4 separate regions of the Gossypium hirsutum genome follow, and all the other regions are linked to region 1. The links are chromatin contacts, called in public Hi-C maps. All regions are on one chromosome and are shown on one strand. Each heading gives the region's core, a stretch centred on a gene start, on an enhancer-like site or on the middle of the called end of the contact. The rest is flanking DNA. Distances are from core to core; before and after follow the strand shown.

Evidence for each region. Hi-C and Micro-C count contacts between places; a contact is called where the count stands out from the background.
Region 2: a contact with region 1 is called in a Hi-C map of leaf, with 1.8 times the contacts expected there. The contact joins the promoter of LOC107896599 here to the promoter of LOC107896596 in region 1. A contact is called at or near these places in 2 of 34 Hi-C or Micro-C datasets (leaf and petal).
Region 3: a Hi-C map of leaf shows a contact between it and region 1, with 1.7 times the contacts expected there. The contact joins the promoter of LOC107895961 here to the promoter of LOC107896596 in region 1. A contact is called at or near these places in 4 of 34 Hi-C or Micro-C datasets (leaf and petal).
Region 4: a contact with region 1 is called in a Hi-C map of leaf, with 2.0 times the contacts expected there. The contact joins the promoter of LOC107896598 here to the promoter of LOC107896596 in region 1. A contact is called at or near these places in 2 of 34 Hi-C or Micro-C datasets (hypocotyl and leaf).

Annotation. Positions count from the first base shown.
Region 1 is chrA10:101,241,785-101,244,484 of Gossypium_hirsutum_v2.1, forward strand. It overlaps LOC107896596, which reads left to right and starts at 1,340. Exons shown (of 13, transcript XM_016821793.2): 1 at 1,340-1,997; 2 at 2,379-2,700. The coding sequence starts at 1,552.
Region 2 is chrA10:101,453,756-101,456,455 of Gossypium_hirsutum_v2.1, forward strand. It overlaps LOC107896599, which reads left to right and starts at 1,381. Exons shown (of 16, transcript XM_041079142.1): 1 at 1,381-1,836; 2 at 2,457-2,651. The coding sequence starts at 1,633.
Region 3 is chrA10:101,371,278-101,373,977 of Gossypium_hirsutum_v2.1, forward strand. LOC107895961 (peroxidase 29) reads left to right here and starts at 1,301. Exons shown (of 3, transcript XM_016821145.2): 1 at 1,301-1,586; 2 at 1,799-2,159. The coding sequence starts at 1,380.
Region 4 is chrA10:101,433,598-101,436,299 of Gossypium_hirsutum_v2.1, forward strand. It overlaps LOC107896598 (probable protein phosphatase 2C 42), which reads left to right and starts at 1,265. Exons shown (of 4, transcript XM_016821798.2): 1 at 1,265-2,161; 2 at 2,678-2,702. The coding sequence starts at 1,834.

The sequences.
Region 1 (2,700 bases), core at 90-2,589:
GTAGTGGGGGAGGTCCGGTGGGGGGAGTGGGAGAGGTCCGGTGGGGGAGGTTATTTTATTTTATTTTATTTAATATTAATATAAAATTTTAAATTTATTATTATATTTTTTAACATATTTATGTATTTATATATTTCTTTAAATTTTTTAGAATTAAGATTAAATTGAGATTATTTGTAAATTTTAAAGATTAATTTTAAAAATTATGAATAAATTGATTTAATATGTAAAAATTGAGGGTTAAATTTATTATTATACTGAATTTTTTAATTATCACATTAACTTACTATTTATGATTTTGACGGGAGTGAATAAAATGATTAAATTATGTAATATGATGGTTTAAAATGTAAATTTTTTATTTTAAATGCTAAAAATGAAAATTTTTTATAATTAGATGTCTGTTTATATAGTTTATCCTATATAATAAATTATGTGACGCTTATAACAACACAAAAGATTAAAGTCACAAACAAATCTTAAACTTTCAAATTTATCATTAATCCATTTTAATTTTTTTTAAAATTGTAATTTAAATTATTTAGTGTAAAAAATCATAAAATTAATGAATGACATAAACACTCTTTATTATTTTAATTTTAAAATATTTTAATGTGAACAAACCGTGGCTGAATGGATGGGTGTGGGGATGAGATGAGGTTAGGTGTTCCGTATTCCATGTCAATTTCTCATTATTATTTTTGTCAAAATCATGTGGGTTTTTCATTTATTATATGAGGACAATGCCAATGGTTTCCCAAAGCTTTGGACTTTACCCTTTTTGACATTCATGGAATAACCCTTTCCCATCCTTTTTAGATTAATTCCACAAACATCCATATATTATCCTCAAAATTCTAAATTCATCCTTCAAGTTCAAAATAGTTTGATTAAATCTTTAAAGTATTAATATTATATCAATCATATCCTTCTACCAACTTAATCATTTATTTGGGTCTTAAATAGTAGTATCATATCTTTCAAAGCCTTCCAACAACTTAATCCTCTATTCAGGCATTAAATAGTAGTTTAGACTTGATGTGAAACATATTTAACATATGGAACCAAATTACAAACTTTTCTGCAACTATCAAATAAACTGTTTGGATTTAATGTGTTGATAAAATAAAATTTAAGAGGGCAATTTTTTAAAATATTAAATTCAAACTATACATACGGTAAGTGGATACATGTTTTCAATTTAATCTATTGTGAGGATGTTTTTAAGTTGGAGACCAATTTAAAATTAGATCATAGTTTAAGGATGGTTACGTGAATTAACCCCTTTTTATTAAAGAAAACTATAGCTTTAAAAATATCTTCTTATACACAGACATCTGACTAATGAAAATATCTAACATAAAAAAGTTAGCCGCTTACCAACCGAAACAGAGAAACCGCCCGGAAAGAAAATATTCAGTCTTTTTAAGTCTTAGAGTTTGACCTGTTGAAGAGGAAAGTTTGTAACACGCACAGAGAGAGGTTGAGAATCTTTATATGCTATGAAAGATTTGAAGATCCATGCTTTGAACTCGATTGTTTGAAGGGAATATGGAAACCCCTTCAGCAGAGGAGCTTTTGAAGAAGATCCAAATACTTGAAGCGGGACATGCCGATCTCAAGCAAGAAATTTCTATTTTAAAACAATCCGGTGGCGATTCCAAGGCCAATTCAACTCATCAAAGATCTCACTCTACTTCCCCTCGACGTCCGCGCTTCCCGGGGAACGCGGCGAAGCTTGCTGCTTGGAAGAAAGATTCAGCTTCGTTTCGGCACTCCTCGCCGTTGCGAAGAGAGAGCAGAAACAATGACACTGTCAATGGCGACAGCGGCACCGGAGGAGATTTAGGAGTAGGAGGAAGAGGAGGAGCTATCGAAAGAACCGGGAACGTCGGGCCAGCTGCCGTCAATTTCACTAACAGCCAGTATTTGAATATATTTCAGTCTATGGGGCAATCTGTTCATATATTTGATCTTAGTGGCCGTATAATTTATTGGTAAGCGAAAAGGGTTTCGTTTTTAAGATTATTCAGTTGCAAACACCAAGTTTTTATGATCTAAATTAGTAATTAGTGATGTGGTTTAACATTGTTTATTAACTACTTAGTAGCGTCATAGAGAATGGGGCCTTTCGCTTAAAGGCAAGGAGGTTAGGGAACTTTGAGGTCCAAAGTTCAAATTTCACTGGGTTTGATCTTATATTTATTCTGATGAGTTAGTTTGAGTTGATTTAGTTATTTTTTGCTTTTAACGATTAATTATGGTTGTAATTAGAAGTAAATTGTAACTTAAACAGAAAAAAGTATTAAGTAAGCGTCATCATTTGAGCATAGTTTTTCATTTTTTAAAAAAAAAAATTATGCTTTTCTTTTTTGCAGGAATAAAACTGCCGAAAAACTTTATGGTTATTCAGCAGCAGAGGCTTTAGAGCAAGATGCCATTCAACTTCTTGTTGATCATAGGGACTTCGCTGTTGCACTTAATATTGTTCATTGTGTTATGACGGGGGATAGCTGGACTGGGCAATTTCCTTTCAAGAATAAAATGGGGGAGAGGTTTTTGGCTGTTGCAACTTATACTCCTTTTTATGATGAGGATGATGACGATGATAGTTCATTGGTTGGAATCATTTGTGTATCCAGTGATACTCAGCCTTTGCAAGAAAGGAGAGCTGCAGTGTTGGCTGGAAAGCAACCTGAA
Region 2 (2,700 bases), core at 131-2,630, 210 kb after region 1:
ATAATATTTTTAAATTATAATATATTAATATTATTAATAATAGTTTTAAACTATAATGTATTAATATTAATATTTATACCATGATGAATTTTTGTATTGTTTTAATAGTAAATAATTTTAAGATCAAATAACACTAATATAACTTATTCTAAATTAGTTAAATATTTTTATTTACATTAATTTTTTAATTTAATAATATTTTTTGAAGAAATTAACATAAATTAATGTTAAAAAAGAATTAAAAAGTTAATATATATAATTGTGCATCACATAAGAATACAAATTAGTTCCAATAAATAATGCTGAAATAAATTTCAAGAAGTGAAATAATTGTATACCTAATATAAATATTACAAAAAATAAGTATAATGATAAATGAGGGCTAAGAATATTATTTTGATTCCAAAAGTGTTTTTTCAAAAAAAAAAAAGCACCTATTCCTTTTAAGTTTATACTATTGCATATGACTTTAAGGTGTATTTGGTTGGATGAAAAAAATAGAGGAATAGAAGGAGAAAATGGAAAAATAGAAAGAAAATAAATTTAGAGTGTACTTAGTTGGGAAGAAAAGTGAGAGAAAATAAAATAAGAGAGATATCATTTTCCATTCTAATGTATAAAAATTAATCTTTCTAAATTAAAATGATCAGAAAAGAGAAAATGGGAGAGAAGTGTATGTTTGTTCAAATTTTACATTTTTTGATTGTTTTATTTGCTTTCCTTTCATTTTTCAACTCTACTAAGCAATTAAGAGAAAAAAATTATTTTTTTTCATCTTTTTTACCAAGCATATCCACTGAAAGAAAATTTATATTTTCCATCCTTCTAGTTTTCCTCTCCAATTTTCTAAATTTCTTTCCTTTGTACCAAACAAAGCTTAAGGGTGTGATTGGTTAGGAAAAAAAGTGGAGCAATGTCAGAAGGGAGTGGAAAAATGGAAAGAAAATAAATTTTAAATATGCTGGGTGGGAAAGAAAATGAGAGAAACAATAATTTTTCATTCTAATACATAAAAATAAATTCTTCCAAATTGAAATGGTGATTGGAGAGAAAGTGGGAGAAGTGTCTCTTAGTTTAAATTATATATATTTCAAATATTTTATTTTATTTCATTAAATCTTTCAATTTTACCAGGTAATGGAGGAAAAAAATCTTTTCCATCTTTTCTACTCGACACATATATAAAAAGAAAAATAATATTTTCTTTTATCTTTTTATTTTTTCATCCTTCAATTTTTCATCATTTTAATTTTCTTTTCACTGGAAAAACACGTTTTTAAATAAAAATGTCAAATTATTTAACTATTTTTAAAATTAAGTACTAATTAAACATAAACAACAAAGGGAAAAATATACACCAAGTTTAACCGGTCGTAATTTGATGAAAGAAGATGGGGTGGGCTGCTTCAAGTTGAAAATTGATTGCCCAAAATCAAAAGGCTCATTATAAAATGTTTTCATTCTACATCTCGTAATTTAACCACAAAAGCAGGCATCATTTTGGAAACTTCGTAAATTATTAATTCCCAGTTCAGTCTAGGCGCAAGTCATCGCCGGTAGTGGCTAAAAAGCTCATACAAAATTAATTGAGTAACCATTTTCACGCATTTCTCCTCTGTTTTTATCACTGAAATGGAATCGAGATCGAGGTTATCGTCTATGTTATCATGTTCGATATTTCTCGTTACACTCAGTGGACTCGCAACTTTATCCGATTCTACTCAACAAGCGTTCAAAAGAGACCCTGATCACCCTCACTGGCACCATAGCGCATTCCTCGAAGTTCGCGACAGCGTCCGATCCGATGTTCGCCGCACGCTCCACGCGCGTGCTGAGGTAATCGATTCTCGCTCTGAAAATCTTGTTAAATCTGTGAAGAAATTATGACGACTTTTTCCTCGCCAATTTTCATCGAGTTTTCTTTTTCTTTTTTGAAAAAATTCATATTATTAATAATATCGGGTTTTCATCGAGGTTTTTTCATTTTAATTATTAATTTAGAGCGTCGAATTTACGAAAATTATAGGACTCGAATTGACTGAATTTGAGCTACACAGTTGATCTATCCTAAAATGTAATTCAAAATTCGAATTGCGTTCTGAAAATCTCTCGAACCTTGAAGAGTTAGTGGCTGCTAGCTTAGTTCTTCTCATCTCTGGTTATGATTAGAAAAGGTTCCCTTTCTAAAAATCTTGTTAAATCTCTAAAGAAACTTATATGGACATTTTTCTCGCCAATTTTCATTGATTTTTTGTTGTTTTAGTGATTACTTTAAAGGAACTTACCAATATTATAGGTTTCGACTTGAGTGAATGAGCTACGTAGTTGATCTCTCCCAAAATGTGATTCAAAATTTAAATTGCGTTCCTGAAATCCCTAGAAACATGAAGAGGTTGTGGCTGTTAGCTTAGTTTTACTCATCTATGGTTATGATTAGAACAAGTTCTGTTGTGCAGGTTCCATTTCAGGTTCCGCTCGAGGTGAATATGGTGCTAATTGGTCTCAATGGAGATGGTGGCTATCGGTACAATGTCGATGCACAGAAATTGGAGGAGTTTCTGAGAGTTAGCTTTCCCTCTCATAGGCCTTCCTGTCTCGAGACCAAGGAGCCCCTTGATATCGAACATCATGTTGTTTATAACACATTTCCTGTAAGTTTTTTCATTCCTTATTGCATCTTAATAATTACTACTGGTTTAA
Region 3 (2,700 bases), core at 51-2,550, 130 kb after region 1:
CATATATAAATATTAGAGAGCAAAATGAAAACAATGCTCCTACCATAAACTTCTGTTCTGTCTCCAAATCCCAAAAATGAAATTCGTATGCCTTCGTATTACTAAGATTTAACACCAAAATAACATAACACCCATATATTGGGATTAAATTCAAATTTTTATATTTATAATATAATATTTTTGTCACTAATTTAAAATATTATTGCCAAAATACAACGAATTTAATGCTTATATTATATTTTGATTTACAATTTTAACATATTTGATAAGCAAAAATATTTGATAAAGTGTTAGTAGAGTTTTTAGATTTTACAAATAAAATTAAGGGATTGATAAATATTTTATAAAAATATAATAAAATATTAATAAAAACACAAATTACAGTTTTTTTTTGTCTACTATTTATAAAATAAAGAAAAAAAACCCTACCGATATACTTGCCGGTTTAATAATTCATGATGGTTAGCTTAATTTTGGTGTCTCACGTGGGTGACAACTCAAAACGTTTAAAAATGTAATCAAGCACGAGAAGCACGAGTTGCAATTTGTGGGATAAATTTTAGCTGTCTTGATTTTATAAGAATGAAACAGGGCAAGTTTAAATTTTGAGAAACGTACTTGATGAAGAAAGTAGTAAAATTTGGTAATATATTAATAATGTTTTCCATAAGTGTATGTACACTTATTATAATTCTGTATCTGTAAAATCTTATTTATTTTTGTAAAAAGGAAAAGTGTGGTAATATCTTTTAAATTGGGTTACAACTCAATACATTGACCAATATAATTGCATATTCTGAGCCGTTCTTTACTTGGAAACCTGTAGGTCTTAAATCTGCAGGGCTTGCTTGGGTGATAGGAAACTTTAAAACTTTTTGAAGGAAAAATATGTGGACAGGGGGTTGTTCATAAGCATTTAGACTCAATACCAACCATTTGGTTGCCCTTTTCTCATCAGCAATTTCCAGTTCTGATGGCAGGTAAAGATAATTCTTCAATCCAAATGGAGAAAATCACAATTAAATGATGAATGGAACGGGTGAGGATTCAGAAAGCAAATGCTAGCTCAGCAGAATCCCACAGTTTCTTTTAATATACTCACGCTATAAATTTCTAAATATAGAGCCTGTTTGATGAAATATAGATGAGCTTAATTCATTGCGGTGGGGTAATTCAATTCTCACCTTATTGTTGTCACGTTCGGATGGTATAGTTTTTGACAGCCTTTAAAGTTTACATCTTTTAATAATCATTAATGGAAAAGTAGTATAAATAATGTTCTCCCATGCAACACTACTTCATTTTTGTTTTTCACAGCAGCTATAATCTTTCTTGGTCTTTATTAGCTGTATCTGCCTGCAATTATAAGTTCTTTTATTATGAGAAGAACTATAGTTGTGGTATTCTTCATGTTTCAATGTTTTAGTTTTAATGTTAAAGGTTTCGGCCTTTCATATAATTTCTATGAGAAATCGTGCCCACAAGTTGAGGACATTGTCAGAAATGGCCTTCAGCCTATATTTCTCACCGATCCCACTTCTGCATCTGCGTTGTTAAGGCTTATGTTTCATGATTGTCAAGTTCAGGTACCGACGTTTGTAGTACACTGATTTACAACCATTCTTTGTTGATGGTTTACAGTTTTGGTTTTACGATTATAATTTAGAGAGGCATAATAAAACTTGAGTTTCTTGCATGCATCAAAAACAGTCTTTATGTCACATTCTTTATTTTTTTTTATAATTTGCTGGTGCACTAAGGATGTGAAACATTTGACATTTAATTTTGTTTACCTCAGGGATGCGATGCTTCCATTCTAGTTGATCCAGGAAATGGAAATGAGGCAACAGAGATGGCTTCTAGTAAGAATTTGGGGATAAGAAAGAGAGAGATAGTAAGCATGGTTAAATCAATGGTGGAAGCTCAATGCCCCCAACAAGTCTCATGTGCCGATATTCTGATATTGGCGGCTCGAGAGGCCGTGGCGGTGACAGGAGGGCCACGGATAAAAGTCCCATTGGGACGGCGGGATTCGTCTCACGCCCCTAGCCATCGACTGCCAGACGCATTGCTCCCTCCTGCAACAGCTGGAGTCTCTGAAATGCTTAATATTTTCACCAACAAAGGAATGAACCTTGAAGAATCTGTCGCCGTTTTGGGTATGTCTTCAACATAAGCATTTAATTTAAAGGATATATCTTGGTTACTTGTATTTTAAGCTTGGATCTAACAGGTAAAAATATAACGTTTAAATCTGTAATTTTTAAGTTCATTATATATATGTATACATTATGTTAAATCCAAACTATATTAATGAGTTAATGATGCATTTGTGTTCAAAATATAATCCACATAGTTGATATTTAATATTCAAATTGATGGTTAAGTTAATGAAACAACTTAAATAATAGGGTTAAATCAAAAAATAGTATTTAAATTATACCATTTTACCCAAAGCATAAAACCGTGTTGTCACATATAGTACTAAACTATATTCCGTTATCTCAAGTGATATCCAAATTATACTTAATTATCCAAATTATCTTAACCATTAAAAAAATCTCTTAATCAATCACCTAGTGACACATGACATTTTTAAAATTAAAAAAATCCCCCTCAAAAAATTAAATGTTATTACCTTTTAAGATCTTTTATAAACATATTCGTCTTTTTATTTTATACTTAAGAATTCTGATGACG
Region 4 (2,702 bases), core at 15-2,514, 190 kb after region 1:
TGTTTAACAATAAAAAAAGGTAACAGTGTTAAACAATTTAATCTAAATTTTAAAATCTAAAAAATAAAAAGACTAAATTCGTAACAATACAAGTACATGGACTAAATTCTTAATTTTCAAAAAATATAGAGATTAAAGGCACATTTTAATTTATATTTTAACATTCAAATTTTTATTATATAAATAGACAAATAAATAATTAATGGAATACGAAACGTGTCAGTACGAATAATAAATAGAGTCTGGGATAAAAACAAATTTAATAAATGGATATAAACAGAAAAAGGTGCGTCCTATTGCTATCGTAAAACCAGATTGAGAGGTGAATAATATAAAACATGAGCCATATTTCCAGGGGGTGACAAACAAAATAGCCTAAAAAGGAGTGTTGGGGTTCATTTTCATGGTGTCATCAGATGGCAGAAGAAAAAAAAAAGTGCGTCAAATAGTAGAGTAAATGAGAGCAATGATAGGAGCATTGGATGGGATGAAGCGCTCTTTCAATGGTGGGTTGTCTTTATTTCATTGGCAAACCCAAAGCCAACAGCTAGCAAAGATGTTGATGTCTCTATCCTTCACTCCCATTTTCAGAAAATGTGACCGCACAAATGCTGGTCCAAATCCTGAACAAGCCAAAATATTTAGGGGCTTTTTCATTATTATTATTGGGAATTAGGGGTAGCTTTATTTAATGCTTTGCTTGCTTTCCCCATCTGTTCAAAATTGGAATTCTCGAAGGGACCACCCCCACTCCTATTTGTTTAAATGTCAACGCAAGTTTAAAAATAAATGAAAAACCAGCACTCATTTGGAACTGTTTTTTTTTTTTTTAGTTATAGAGCTGTCTGTCTCTTATCTTGAATTTTAAGTCAATCGGTGGCTTATTCAATGAATTTTTAACATTTCCTGCTTCATAACTATCCGTTTCTATAAATAATGATTACTTCAATTATGTTTTGAAAAGCCAAAAGTTCACTGCATTCTACGATATCTAATACATCACTTAGTTTAATCTAACGTCTTTACTATAATAACATCAATTGAATTTTAATTTGATTAACATTATCATTAGTATATAAATTTGAGTATATTAAAATACATGTTTCTTCCTATTCAAAGATCTTGTAGTAGTGAATTTTTCTAACGATAATTAGATGATAAGAAGTGAATTACACCATTTTACTTCCGAGTAAAATAAGACTTGAAAACCACTTAATTAGCAATTATTTATAAAGAATTTAAGGTTTCAATCATCAACTGAGAAATTACTTCACAAGAAAAAAGAAAGAAGAGGAGATGAGGAAACAAAGCAACAAAACAAAAACAAAATCGAAAAGAAACATGTAAGAAAACAAGCTGTCTCCGGATAAAAGTGCGGCATCGAGGCATTGGCACGATACAAGTCCAACAACACACAAGAAAAAAGAAGAATTGAAGTGATTTTTTGCTGCTTTTTTTTTCTTTTTCTTTTTTGAATGTTGTATCCAATACAAAACAAACAAAAAAAAACATTGAAAATAACACGCATCTGCTTCAAAGAGGAACCACCCCAAAACAACCGACCCTCCTCTGTTCCTCTACCACCGAACACCCACCACCGCCCCCTTTCCTCTTTATCATCCACCTTCAACATCTTATCCTACGCATACCCTTTTCTTCAATCATCATATATCATTCTTTTGATTCCTTGTTTTACCACTTGGTGGGAGGTTTTCTTTTTTCTTTTTTGGGTTTAAACCTCAGATCACATCATCCTATTGTGAAATTTGGAATTGTACGGTGGTTTGGGATTTTGGGTTTTTGTTTGTTTGTTTTGATGATGAGAGATGTCTGATGCTCCAGGGATTCATGAATCTTCTCTCCCTCTGCTGGAAGCCATTCGGGCATGAGAAGGGAAATCACGGGGCGAACGGCGTTCTTGGCGGCGGAGGAAGTAGTGGCGGCTCAAAAGAAGGTAAAGATGGGTTGCTTTGGTATCGAGATATAGGGAAATATGGTTCCGGGGATTTTTCCATGGCCGTGATCCAAGCCAACCAGGTCCTTGAGGATCAGAGCCAGATCGAGTCCGGCCAATACGGCACTTTTGTTGGGATCTACGATGGACACGGCGGACCCGAGACGGCTCGTTACGTTTGCGATCACTTGTTCAAGCACTTTCGAGGTTCGTCACTTTGGGTGTTGTCAATAATTTCTTATGCTTGCTTTCATCTCTGTTGACCCTAAAATGTAAACTTCGATTTGTTACCATTCAGGGTTTTCTTTTAGATGTGTTCATATTTGGATTACTAAATGAATATAATTTTCAGTCAGTTGTTGCTTTTTTCTAGGCTTCAGAAAAGTTCAGCTTTTGATTGGGTACTTTTATCGAGTATTTGAGTACGGTTTACAGTTGAAAGCAGGCAACAAAATGCTCGTATTTGGAAACTATTTTTCTACTTTGGCTGGTTTTTAGTTAACTATCAAGTTCTTTTCTTATTCATTTTGTGGCTAAAATTAGAGTGAATTCGGGTTCAAAAGCAGCCGGATGTGGTATTGTTTGGATGTATTTAAATGGTGCATTATGTTTTGCAAGTTGCCTTTAATACCCAAGAATTCCCTCTATTGCATTAGTTTTTGGTTAACTTCTAGAGAAGGAGCTGTTCTTATGTTGGCGTTCTTAGACTTTGTGTTTATGCAGCAATAGCAGCCGAATCGCAGGGGGT